Regions from separate parts of the Pan troglodytes genome. Here region 2 is linked to region 1. Evidence: chromatin contacts called from public HiChIP or PLAC-seq data. All regions are on one chromosome and are shown on one strand. Each heading gives the region's core, a stretch centred on a gene start, on an enhancer-like site or on the middle of the called end of the contact. The rest is flanking DNA. Distances are from core to core; before and after follow the strand shown.

The links. HiChIP or PLAC-seq counts read pairs in DNA pulled down with a chosen protein or histone mark.
Region 2: an H3K4me3 HiChIP or PLAC-seq map of stem cell-derived excitatory neurons shows a contact between it and region 1, with 2.8 times the contacts expected there. The contact joins the promoter of ZNF337 here to the promoter of GINS1 in region 1. A contact is called at or near these places in 1 of 7 Hi-C or Micro-C datasets (stem cell-derived neural progenitor cells) and 1 of 1 datasets of contacts at active chromatin or transcription factors (stem cell-derived excitatory neurons).

What each region holds. Positions count from the first base shown.
Region 1 is chr21:31,939,742-31,946,839 of NHGRI_mPanTro3-v2.0_pri, reverse strand. GINS1 (GINS complex subunit 1) reads right to left here and starts at 4,939. Exons shown (of 8, transcript XR_001712165.4): 1 at 4,489-4,939.
Region 2 is chr21:32,239,712-32,246,629 of NHGRI_mPanTro3-v2.0_pri, reverse strand. It overlaps ZNF337 (zinc finger protein 337), which reads left to right and starts at 4,459. Exons shown (of 5, transcript XM_003316857.6): 1 at 4,459-4,596. LOC134809147 (a long non-coding RNA gene) reads right to left here and starts at 4,454. Exons shown (of 3, transcript XR_010154122.1): 1 at 4,260-4,454.

The DNA.
Region 1 (7,098 bases), core at 3,690-6,189:
AGTAGAGACGAGGTTTCACTATATTGGCCAGGCTGGTCTTGAACTCCTGACCTCAGGTGATCCACCCGCCTCAGCCTCCCAAAGTGCTGGGATTACAGGGATGAGCCACCGGGCCCAGCTTAAAAGTGATCTTAAAAGGTTAATACCAAAAGAAAGAAAAAGGAATAGTGTTTTTGGTTTGCACTGCAAAAACCGGCCATAGGAGTTTTTCTAGTATCCAGTTTGGGGCAAATTTTCCCTTGGAAAAATAAAACATTAGAATTCTGAATTTTTTCGTTGTTGTTGAGATGAAGTCTCACTCTGTGGCCCAGGCTGGAGTGCAGTAGTGCGATCTCAGCTCACTGCAACCTCTGCCTCCCAGGTTTAAGTGATTCTCCTGCCCCAGCCTCTCGAGTAGCTGGGACTACAGGTGTGCACCACCAATGCCCGGCTAATTTTTTTTTTTTTTTTTGAGACGGAGTTTTGTTCTTGTCACCCAGGCTGGAGTACAATAGTGCAATCTTGGCTCACTGCAACCTCCGTCTCCCGGGTCCAAGCAATGATTCTCCTGCCTTAGCCTCTCAAGTAGCTGGGATTACAGGTGCCCACCACATCCAGCTAATTTTTGTATTTTTAGTAGAGACAGGGTTTCACCATGTTCACCAGGCTGGTCTCGAACTCCTGACCTCAGGCAATCCACCCACCTCAGCCTCCCAAAGTGCTAGGATTACAGGTGTAAGCCACCAAGTCTGGCTAATTTTTGTAATCTTTTTTTTTGGTAGAGACAGGGTTTCGCCATGTTGGCCACACTGCTCTCAAACTCCTGACCTCAAGTGATCCGCCTGCCATGGTCTCCCAAAGTGCTGGGAGTACAGGCAGGAGCCACCGTGTCCAGCCCGAAATGATTAAATGTTGCCCAATAGATCTGCCAACAATCGAAAGAGAAGCAATCCCATCTCTTTTTCACAGTCTATTTTTAGGGCCAAAATATATGTGTTGTCAAAAATGTTGTGGCATATACAAATGGCACAATTCCAAAATCAACTACTCAACTCTGCTCAAAAGATGTAATTCCTGATGAAAAATGCAAGCATGACTTCTACCTGAGCCCAAGGTAATTTTCTTACCTTTTCCTTTTTGAGACAGGGATTCAGTCTGTCACCCAGGCTGGAGTGTAATAGCGTGACCACAGTTCACTGCAGTTTCAACTTCCTGGAGCCATGCAATCCTCTCACCTCAGCCTCCTAAGTTGCTGGGACTACAGGTGTGTGCCACCACACCCGGCTAATTCTATTTTTTGTAAAAATGGGGTCTCACTATATTGCCCAGGCTAGTCTCGAACTCCTGGGCTCAAGCGTTCCTTCCACCTTGACCTCCCAAAGTGGTGGCTGGGATTACAGGCATGAGCCACCATGCTTGGCCTAATTTTCTTAAAAATGTACTTTTTTAAAAAAGCATCAATTCTGCATATAGAAAGGGTGTAATCACTTTTCTGTTTGCTGAACACAGCTCTTAACCATGAGTGATTCCAGAAGAAAAGCCTGTGTGTTGAGCCGGGCATGGTGGCTCACGCCTATAATCCCAGCACTTTGGGAGGCTGAGGTGGGTGGATCGCCTGAGGTCAGGAGTTCGAGACCAGCCTGGCCAAAATAGTGAAACCCCATCTCTACTAAAAATACATAAAATTATCTGGGCTGGTGGCGGGCGCCTGTAATCCCAGCTACTAGGGAAGCTGAGGCAGGAGAATTGCTTAACCCAGAAGGCGGAGGTTGCAGTGAGCCGAGATCACACCATTGCACTCCAGCCTGGGCCACAGGAGCCAAACTCCATCTCAAAACAATAAAAAAAAGAAAAGCCTGTGTGGTCCTTGGGCCTCTCAGATCCACTGTCAGCCTTCCTCTGTGCCGCTGAGTCGGAGGCCAGCCTCTGCAGGCTGACTGAGTGTTCCAGGCTGCTGGATCACCTTGAGTATCAGGTGGGTTTGTCAGTGGAAGGCACTAGTGAGACAAAAGGTGCTCCACCAAATTAAGACCTACAAGAGAGTGATTCTACAACTTCTTTTTTTTTTTGAGGCGGAGTCTCTCTCTGTCGCCCAGGCTGGAGTGCAGTGACCCGATCTTGGCTCACTGCAACCTCCGCCTCCCAGGTTCAAGCCATTCTCCTGCCTCAGCCTTCCGAGTAGCTGGGACTACAGGCACATCCCACCACGCCTGGCTAATTTTTTGTATTTTTAGTAGATACGGGGTTTCACCATGTTAGCCAGGATGGTCTCAATCTCAGGACCCTGTAATCCGCCCGCCTCGGCCTCCCAAAGTGGGGGGATTACAGGCGTGAGCCACCACGCCTGGCCTGATTCTACAACTTCTAAGACCAGCCCCTAGCCCCACAAAGTGATAACCCAACACTTAACTTAAAATTTGAGTAAAACAGAGAGCTAAACTAAGTGTCAGAGTCAGGTCCAAAATCCAGCTTGGCCGCACCTGTTTGCACAGTCTCTCTGTTCTCTAGGCCTGTGTCCTGATATGTACAATGACCTCTAAAGTTCCTAGTTCTCAGGCCACATTTTAGCATTTACACACTTCTGCATTCCAGCATCTCTACTAAGCTGCAGACTGCTGCCTAACTTTTTAAATGAGGTAACTGCTCTGAAGTTGAAAAAACAATTGACTAGAAACTGGAAAACCTGTATTCAAGTTGAAGCTCTGCCTCCAATATGCTGTAAATTCAGACGAGTTCCTTAACTTGACCCATAATTTGTGTTGGCTCAGTTTCTTCATTTGTAAGACAATCTAATTGTCTGGCTAGGTGCTCTTTAGTGTTCAAAACAAAACTCATTACCTTTCCCAACACACTCTATCTCCTGAACTCTGATGTTGTTTACCCAGTTTCCTAAGGATCCTCCAAGATCCCAATTCCTCCCTCTCATTCATTATGGACCCCATCTCTGCCCCTGCTCTAATAGCTACAAGTCATGTTTGCTTCATGTCTCTAAAACCCAAACACTGATCTCAGTGCCACTGACCTGACACAGTTCAGACCACACACCTCTCACCTGCTCTATCAGCCACCCAGTAGCCATCTCCCTGTCCCATTCTTTCCTCTCTTCAATCCATTCCCCATATTGCTGCTGCAGTTATCTTCAAAACACAAAAATTACCCTATCACTTCCTTGTCTAAAACCCTCTACCAGCTCCCAGCATGCCTTATGAGTGAACAACAAATTCATGTAGGCTGTGAGCCACCTTCCTAGCCTCCCCACAGGCCCTATTGGTCACCCTCTCCAGTGTGACCACGTGACTGTGTGCTGCAGCATCCTTTGGCTGGGATGCCTCGCTTCCTTCTCAGATCAGTAACCTCATCCTTGAGGATGGAAAGGCTCATATGTCACCTCCTCTACCCCAGCTCATACTGGTGTTTCTCCTTCGTGCTCCTTGCTATACCTCCTTAGTATCACTTAGCGTGGTGAATTATATTATCTGTTTTTGTGCCCCTCTTCCAGCAGAATGTGTCCTGTCATCCACATAATGCCTGCTCTATGACATAAGTGAAATATACAATTTAGAGTGCAGGCTCTGGAGCCAGAGTGCCAGGGTTCAAATCCTAGCTTTCTTGCTGTGTCACCTTAGGCAATATACTTAAATCTCCCCAATCCTATGCATATATAGCTGAAAAAAGTAGAAAACAATAGTTTAAACATCAAAAAGTTATTTTTGTTTTGTTTGGGACAGGGTCTCCCTCTGTCACTCAGGCTGGAATGCAGTGGCAGGATCAAGCGATCCTCCCGCCTCAGCCTCCCAAAGTGCCGGGATTACAGGCAGGAGCCATGGCACCGGGCCCTCAAAGGGTTATTAGAAAGACAAAAGATAATGTACATGAAGTGCTTAGCACTCTCCCTGGGGTAGCAGTGATAGAAAAATACAAATAATCATAATATTAATAGTAACAGCAGCAGCAGGAGAAAAGTAATATTAATAGCTAACACTGACTCAGCCCTTACTGTATGTGAGGCATATGCAGAGACCCTTACACGTGCCACTCATTTTGCGTCCACTACATCACGCGTTGGGTACTGTTATTGTCACCATCCCCATTTTTGCGTATGAGAAAACTGAGAGCACAGAAAGCTTGAGTAACTGCCCCAAAGTCACACTACAGAACCAGAATCTCAGCCAGATTCCAGAGGCCTAACTTTTACTGACCACAATTAGATGCCTGAGTGAGCAAGAAATGCTAAATTATCTGGCAACCTGTAAATGTTTTAAGGGACCGGAACAAATCTGTCCAAGGAAAACTGCTAAAATGTGCTCAGATGAGGAAATTCACCAAATCGCTGGGTAGCGTAAGCATGAATGCTTTCTCTTTCCTCCTGAATTTTGTTTTGCTGCTTCCCAAGTTTTCCGGAGCTCGGAGGGAACAAGGTGCGAAAGTAAACCCTGACGGGGAGCCGCCCCGCCCCAGAGCCCAGGGCCCAACGCCGGCATGCCCCGTCCAAGTCTACCCGCCCCTCACGTTGAAGGCAGGCAGTTGCCCTTCGGGCGCGCGATGCAGCTCGCGGATCAGTTCCATGGCTTTTTCGCAGAACATGGCGGACGCTTCCCACTCCCGCGGCCTTGCCAACCACCAGCTCTCACGCCAAAATGGTATCTGCGCTCTCGGCGCCTCACTCCTTTCGTTCTAGTCCTACAGCGCCAGGCTCTCGCCTCGGCCTCCGCTCCGCGCTTTGGCGCCGAACAAAGCTAGCCAATAGGAACGCGCTTACGGCGCCCGAAAAGGGACATCCACCGCTCAGCCGCATTCCAAGAGGGGCGGAGTGGGAGGGGTCTTTCCAAGGTGAGGTCCCCGCCCCGGAGATGGGAGAACCCCTCGGCTGAGCAGAGACGGCTTTTCGAGTTCTCAGGCAGTGGGCCGGGGGACTCTACGGGCAGCAGAGCTGGAAATAAATGCACGCCCCGCAGCTTCCTTCTCATTTTCCTTTTGATTCATTCATTCTCGTTTAGGTTCAAGAAAGGAGCATTTTGAGGTTAAGAGGAAAGGCCCAAAAACTTGGTGTGCATTGGTAGGACGCAAGGGTTTCAGTTTTGCAGTGCGGGTTTTCTGTTTGATATTAAAATGAAACTATCTTTTATTGGGTACCTAGTGCTGGTAGGGACTGCAGTGTGTATTTCATTCCCACAATTATCTCTGAAGTGTTTTAAGACCTGGGATTAATAAGGAAACAGAAGTTAGGTAACTTGCCCAAGGTCACACAGCTCCAGAGTGATTAGACTGTTATTTAGGCTTTCCATTTCCAACACCACAGTACCACCCTTTGATTTTAAAATAGTCTTTTAAAAATATTTGTAATATCTGCCCTAGATTAATACGAATTCACTAGGAATTTTTCTTGGCTAGATGGTTATGGAATATTTCTTAAGCATATAGAAGATGGGAATCAATGCTAAAGAATTGTTTTATTAGGCAATTTTTCAAAAAGCAATGTTAATTTCTAACAAGCAATCTTGGATTTTTTTTTTTTGAGACGGAGTCTCGCTCTGTCGCCCAGGCTGGAGTGCAGTGGCGCGAACTCGGCTCACTGCAAGCTCCGCCTCCCGGGTTCACGCCATTCTCCTGCCTCAGCCTCCCGAGTAGCTGAGACTACAGGTGCCCGCCACCACGCCCGGCTAATTTTTTGAATTTTTTAAGTAGAGACGGGGTTTCACCGTGTTAGCCAGGACGGTCTCGATCTCCTGACCTCGTGATCCGCCCCCCTCGGCCTCCCAAAGTGCTGGGATTACAGGCATGAGCCACCGCAACCGGCGCAATCTTGGATTAATTCTAGCTAACCCTAGAAACTATGTTGATCTTTTGCAAATATACAGTAGATATGTCATCTAAGGAATGGGCATGGGAATGGCCTACTCAGGCTTATGTTGAATAATGACATTGCCTTTTTTTTTTTTTTTGGAGACAGGGTCTTAACTCCCGTTACCCAGGTGGAGTGCAGTGGCGCCATCTCAGCTCACTGCAGCCTCCACTTCCCGGGCTGAGGTGATTTTCCCCCCTCAGCCCTCAGAGTAGCTGGGACTACAGGCTCAGGCCACCACACCTGGCTATTTTGTATTTTAAGTAGAGACAAGGTTTCACCATGTTGGCCAGTCTGGTCTACAACTCTTGAGCTCAAGGGATCCGTCCGCCTGGGCCTCCCAAAGTGCTGGAATTACAGCGTGAGCCACCGCGCCCAGCAAACATTGCCTTTTTGAAACCGCCTTTGAAAAAATTATAATAGAGAAAATTATTACAGTGAAAGAGATCTGACCTAACTGGCTCCATCTTGCTTCTAACCGCCAAGCCATCCTTGTGCATTCCTGGGCTTAGGGCGAATTAACTTGGGGAGAAACTTAGTTTATAGTTTAATTTTGAAACAAATACTTAGCCCTTTACCAAAGCGAAACTCTTCTTGTCTGGGGACTAGATTGCCTTTGCAGGAGTAACAGAGTAGCCACAAGACTAGAAATTTACGAGTCTCGCAGCGGGAGGCTACAAGATTCTAAAACCTCCCCAAGTGCTCCTAGGGATAGCAGCACTATTATAAAACCTAAGACCAGTGCTTGAGATATTTTGTAGACCCTGCACTTGATGGGATCAGCTGGCACCACCCAGATCGATAAACTGGCTCATCTGGTCTTGTGGTCCCCACCCAAGAACTGACTCAGCCCAAGAGGACAGCTTTGACTCTCTATGATTTTATCTCTCATCCAACCAATCAGCACCCCTCACTTTGTGACCCCCTACCCACTAAATTATCCTTTAAAATCCCTATCTTGGAGTTTTCTAGGAGACTGATTTGAGCGATAATAAAACTCCAGTCTCCTGTACAGCTGGGTCTGCGTGAATTAAACTCTTTCTCAGCCAGGCCCAGTGGCTCATGCCTGTAATCCCAGCACACTGGGAGACTGAGGCGGGTGGATCACCTGAGGTCAGGAGTTCGAGACCAGCCTGGCCAACATGGTGAAACCCCATCTCTACTAAAAATACAAAAATTAGCCTGTCCGGGCATGGTGGCTCACACCTGTAATCCCAGCACTTTGGGAGGCCAAGGTGGATGGATCACCTGAGGTCAGAAGTTCAAAACCAGCCTGG
Region 2 (6,918 bases), core at 3,210-5,709, 300 kb before region 1:
GAGGACATGGAGAAATAGGAACACTTTTACACTGATGGTGGGAGTGTAAATTAGTTCAACCATTGTGGAAGACATTGTGGCAATTCCTCAAGGATCTAGAACTAGAAATACCATTTGATCCAGCAATCCCATTACTGGGTATATACCCAAAGGATTATAAATCATTCTACTATAAAGACACATGCACTTGTATGTTTACTGCAGCAATGTTCACAATAGCAAAGACTTGGAACCAAACCAAATGCCCATCAATGTTAGACTGGATAAAGAAAATGTGGCATATATATACCATGGAATACTATGCAGCAATAAAAAAGGATGAGCTCATGTCCTTTGCAGGGACATGGATGAAGCTGGAAACCATTATTCTCAGCAAACTAACACAAGGACAGAAAACCAAACACCACATGTTCTCACTCATAAGTGGGAGTTGAGCAATGAGAACACATGGACACAGGGAGAGGAACATCACACACTGGGGCCTGTCGGACCGTGGGGGTCTGGGGGAGAGACAGCATTAGGAGAAATACCTAATGTAGATGATGGGTTTATGGCTGCAGCAAACCAGCATGGCACGTGTATACTTATGTAACAAACCTGAACGTTCTGCACATGTACCCCAGAACTTAAAGTATAATTTTAAAAAAGGTAAAATTCACAAACCTTTAGCCAGACTAAGAAAAAACAGAAGACCAAAACAAATAAAATCAGAAATGAAAAAAGGAGACATTACAATTGATACCACAGAAATTTAAAGGATCATTAGAAATGATTATGAGCTACTATATGCTATTAATTTGGAAAATCTAGGAGAAACTGATACATTCCTAGATACATAAAACCTAAGATTGAACCATGAAAATATCCAAAACATGAGTAGACTAATAACAAATGAGATAGAAGCAGTATTAAAAAGTCTCCCATCAAAGAAAAGCCCAGGACCTGACGGTTTCATTGCTGAATTCTACCAAACATTTTATAAAGAACTAGTATCAATCTATGCAAACTATTTAAAAAAAAAAAAAAAGAAAGAAGGATCACTTCCAAACTCATCCTATAAGGTCAGTATTATCCTAACACCAAAACCATACAAAGATGTAACAAAAAAAGAAAACTATAAGGCAATATCTCCAATAAACAGAGACACAAAAATCCTTAACAAAATGCTTGCAAACCAAATTCAACAACACATTAAAGTGGTTACTCATCATGACCAAGTGGAATTCATCCCAGGAATGCAAGGATGGCTCAACATATGTAATTCAATAAATGTAATATATCATATCAAAAAAACAAAAGACAAAAACCATATGATCATCTCAATGGATACCAAAAAAGCATTTGTAAAATTCAACATCCCTTCATAATAAACACTCAAAAAAAAAAAAACTCGGTGTAAAAGGAATATACCTCAATATTATAAAAACCATATGTGACAAACCCACAGCTAGTATCATACTGAAAAATTGAAAGCCTTTCCTGTAAGATCTGGAAGAAGACAAAGATTCCCACATTCTGCACTTTTATTCAACATAGTACTAGGAAATCTTAGCTAGAGCAATTACTGAAGACAAAGAAATAAAAGGTATTCAAATTAGAAAGGAAGAAGTGAAGTTATCCTTGTTTGCAGATGATATGATCCTATATTTAGTTAAACCTAAAGACTTCAGCCAAAAAACTTTAGAATTGATTAAGAAATTCAGTAAAGTTTCAGGATACAAAATCAACATACAAAAATGGGTGGCATTTCTATATGCCAACAACAAACAATCTGAAAAAGAAATCAAGAAAGTAACCTGTTTATAAAAGTTACAAATAAAATAAAATAGCTAGGAATAAAATCAACCAAAGATGTGAACGATCTCTACAACAAAAACTATAAAACATTGATGAGAGAAATTGAAAAGGATACAAAAAATGGAAAGATAGTCCGTGTTTTTGGACTAGAAGAATTAATCTTATTAAAATGTCCATTCCACCTAGTCTACAGATTCAATGCAATCCCAATCAAAATATCAATGACATTCTTCACAGAAATAGATAAATTAATCCTAAAATTTATATGGGACCATGAAAGATCCAAAATAGCCAAAGCCATCCTGAACAAAAGTAATAAAGCTGGAGGAATCACATTACCTGACTTCAAATTATGCAAACTATAGTAATCCACACAGCAAAAAGCTGGCATAAAAATAGGCACACAGACCAATGGAACAGAGTGGAGAGCCCAGAAATAAACCCACACATTTATAGTTCAACTTATATCCCACAAAGGTGCAAAGAACTTACATTGGGGAAAGACAGTCATTTCAATAAATGGCACTGCAAAAACTGGATATCCATTTGCAGAAGAATGAAATCTAAAGCAATCCCCTCACCACATATAAAAATCAAATCAAAATGGATTAAAGGTAAATCTAAGACCTGAAACTATAAAACTACTAGAAAAAAACATTGGGGAAACACTCCAGGACATTGGTGTGGACAAAGATTTCTTGAGTAAGACTGCAAAAGCACAAGCACCTAAAGCAAAAGTGGACAAATGAGACCACATCACATAAAAATCTTCTGCACAGCAAAGGAAACAATCAACAAAGTGAAGTGACAATCCACAGAATGGGAGAAAAAATTTGCAAACTATCCATCTGAAAAGAAAGTAATTGCCAGAATATATATAAGGAGCTAAAACAATTCAATAGGAAAAAGACAATCTGATATTTTAAATGGAGAAAAGATCTGAATAGGCATCTCTCAAAATAAGATATATGAACAGCCAACAAGTGTATGAAAAAAATGCTCAATGCCACTAATCATCAGAGAAATGTAAATCAAAACCGCAATGAGATATAATGTCACCCCAGTCAAGATAGCTTTTATTCAAGAGACAGGCAATAGTGAATACTGGTGAGGATGTGGATACACCCTCATACACTGTTGTTAGGAATGTAAATTAGTACAACCACTATGGAGAGCAGTATGGAGGTTCCTCAAAAGAATTAATAAATATATACATGATCCCGCAATCCCACTGCTGAGTATATATCCAAAAGAAAGGAAATCAGTATTTCAAGGATATATCTGCACTCTCATGTTTACTACAGCACTATCCAAAATAGTAAAGATATAGAATCAAAGTGTCTATCAACAGATGAATGGATAAGGAAAGTGTGGTACATAAACACAATGGGATATTAGCCAGTCATTAAAAGAATGAAATTCTGTCATTTTCAATAGCATGTATGAAAATGGAGGACATTATGTTAAGTGAAATGAGGCACAGCATGACAAATACCACATGTGCTCACTCATTTGTGGGGCTAAAAACGTGAACTCATGGAGATGGAGAGTAGAATGAGATAGTTAACAGAGGCTGGGAAGGATGGTGGGTAGAGGAGATAAAGAGGGACTTGTTAATCGGTACAAAAATACAGTTAGAATGAATAAGATTCCCTTACAGTGACTATAGTTAAGAACAATTTTACTATATATTTAAAAATAAAAGAGAGAATTGGAAACTTCCTAAAACAAAGAAATGCTAAATGCTTGAGGGGATGGATACCCCAATCACCCTCATTTGACCATTAAACACTGTATGCCTGTATCAAAACATAACATGTACCCTATAAATATGTACAACTAATATTTATCCAGAATAATTAAAAATTTAAAAACCAAAAGAGAAAAAGCAAACAGCAAGTATACCTAGTAAAGGCCTGAAATATAAAGTCTATGTGGTTTGGCAAGCCACAAAAGATATCAGCATATTATACACCCTACATAATGAAAGAATTCTGGCATTGATGCATAATTAGATAAATGGGGGAACAATTAGAAATTGAAATGCAAATGTAAATTGAGTATACTGAATTATGTAGCTGAAACCTTAAATTATTTGGTAAAAGACTATATTTTTAATAAATTTAATGGGAAATTAATAAAATATTAGAAAATTTTGAAAATAAGTGTATATTCACAGTGTGTACCTGGAGAAAAATTAAACCATTGAGAGATCTAAATGTGAATGATAAAACCACAAAATCCGTAGGAAAATCAGAGATCAAAAGTACTACATAGCAAAAAAAAGAAACAAAAGAAAAAGAAAAGACATACCCATAATCAAAAGACAGTGGTTAAATTATTTACCTATATCATAGAAATGGGAAAATATGCTTAATGTATGTATAGGGCTACCTAAATAAAAGAAATCGCCGGTTCTGAAAGGATCCCTCCACGTCCAAAAGACCATAGGCTCGCCCCACCTGTCAGAGAGGAGTCCTTCCGAGAAGTCCTTCCACGGATTCCGGGTCGCGCAGTCCCGGGTGGACCGCTATGACCAATATTCTGGGGCGTGTACCTGGACGACTCCCGAGGACTCTGGGGAGTGTAGTCCACCGAGGGGATGCGATGCGCAGGGTCGCATAGCCCCCGGGCCGCGCCGAGGATGCTGGGTAGCGTAGTCCCGGCCGCGCTGAGGATTCTGGGTAGTGTAGTCCCGGGTGGCGCAGAGCGTTCCAGATCCCTGGGCGTCAGCGAGCCGTGAGGTGCGTGGTCCACCATCGGTGACCTCACCGCCTCGGTTCGCCCTCAGCCGCCCTGGTGAGCTGCGCTCCTGCGGGTCCCTCTCTGCAGCGCGCCCTTCCGGTGCAGGAAGAAGGGCCGGGAAGGCCTGGGACGTGAGGGCGCTGCTGGGGCCGTAGCGCGCGCTCCTTCAGGCCCGGCGTCTCCGCGTTCTGGGGAGGGGCGGAGACCCAGGCCGCGCCTTGAAGTGGGCGGTGGGGCTGCGGCTTGCCGAGCGCCCCGGGTCTGGGCCGCCACTCAGTCTCCGTTCCCGGTTGCGTGTAGTGGCGGCTCGGGCGGTGAACAGCCCGGATTTCACAGGGGCGCCGAGCAACCCAGGTCCTCTTGTGCCAGGGTCGCCGCTCCTCGGGTGGGGACGGGCCAGCGGCCTAGCGAGCTGCCACGGGGGTCTTTTGGCCGGAGGTGGAGGGGGATTCGGCCACAGCCAGGGTCCACTGGTGGGGTGGGGGTTACAGCCATGAGACGGATGGGCTAGGTCCGACTCGGGTTCCCTCCGACTCTGATGCTCCAGACTTTATTGTGGGAGACGGGACAGGGGAGGACTTCGCCCGCGTGTTTTGGGGAAGGGCCGCTGCTTTGGGTTGGGAGCACCCCGCCTTGGGACGATCTTCCGCGGATAGGAGTGTAGGCCGGGACCAAATGTCCTCGCACGGGCACGTCTAGACGTGTTGTGGTGGAGAGGGGGGCTCTGCGTGGGGCAGCGTCCGCGGGAGGTGAGGTGGCTGTGGGGACCCAGGTGTCCTCTTCCCTGGGGCCTTGCTAATGACGGCAAAATCCGGGTTCTGCCAAAATATATTTTAAAAGGTTTATTCCTAGTCAGTATGAGTGACTGTGGCCCAGGTTATTCAGCCTCAAGAGGTCCTGTGAAAGTGCCCGAGACGGTCGGGCTTGCAGGTTAATTTTATACAATTCAGGGAGACAGGAATTTCAGGTAAAGTCATAAATCAGGCTGAGCAGTGTGGCTCATGCCTGTAGTCCCAGCACTTTGGGAGGCCAGGAGTTCCAGAGCAGCCTGGGCAGCACAGCAAGACCCTGTCTCTACATGAAATTAGAAAAATAAAAAAATTAGCGGGGCGTGGTGTCCCATGCCTGTGGCCTCAGCTACTTGGGAGGCCCAGTCAGTTGAGTCCAGGAGGTGGAGGCTGTAACCAGCTATGTTGGCTGCACTGCACGCTAGCCTGGGCAACACAGCGAGATCCTGCCTCCAAAAAGAAAATCATAAATCAATAAGAGAAAGATATACACGGGTTCCTCCCAAAAAGCTGGTATATCTCCAAACGGGTTTACACCTCATGGGGGCACTTAGGGATTCTTTAGTGGACAGTTGGTTGAGAGACTTAAGCTACTGCCTGAAGACTGGAATCAAAAGCATGCCAGAGTTAAGGGGATTGCGTAGATCAAAGAAGCCTCTTAGTTGGCAACTCTCAGAATAGATGGTAAATGTCTGTTTTCAGTTTTTTGTGTTTTTCTTTTTGTTTTTAGAGAGTCTTGCTCTGTCGCCCAGGCTAGAGTGCAGTGGCGTGATCTCAGCTCACTGCAACCTCCACCTCCCGGGTTTGAGCAGTTCTCCTGCCTCAGCCTCCTGAGTAGCTGGGACTACAGGCGCCCGCCACCACGCCTGGCTAATTTTTGTATTTTTAGTAGAGATGGGGTTTCACCATGTTGCTGAGGCTGGTCTTGACCTCCTGACCTCAGGTGATCCACCCACCTCTACCTCCCAAAGTGCTGGGATTACAGGCGTGAGCCACCGCGCGTCAGGCTGGCTGTCTCTTCCAGACCTAGGAAAGGCTTAGAACAAAGGAGGTCTGGCTGCATTAATGGAGATTCGCTGCGGATGCAAATTTTCCCACTAAAGATAGCTTTGCGGGGCTATCCATTTCAATCTGTTGCCCCTGCGGCAGCCACTTCAAAACATGTCAAAGAAGTATATTTTGGGGTAAAATAATTTCCTTCAGCATCTGCTGTCATGTGATGCTGTACCAGAGTCAGGTTGGAAAGTGAGCCTCATTATATAAGAGTAATAAAACTCATCTGATGAGATTTTATGGTTTCTCGGGCAGGATTCCCCAAGCCTCATAGATAGGCATTTGGGCAAGGGAAAAAAGGTGAATTTAGGCCTCACCAGGTTGGTAGGGCTTCCTCGGTTATTGGAGTGGGAGTAACAGCAACCATTGGGCCCAGCAGTTTTTTTAAATGTCTCTGGGGCTGTGGACTGACCATCCAAATAACTGATTTTAATCATTTCATTATGGAAAAATTGTCAGCAGAACCCCCAAGTAGAGAGACCCATCAGTCAAGATATACCTCATGACCTTGCAAGCTAATCTAGCTTGACCCAGA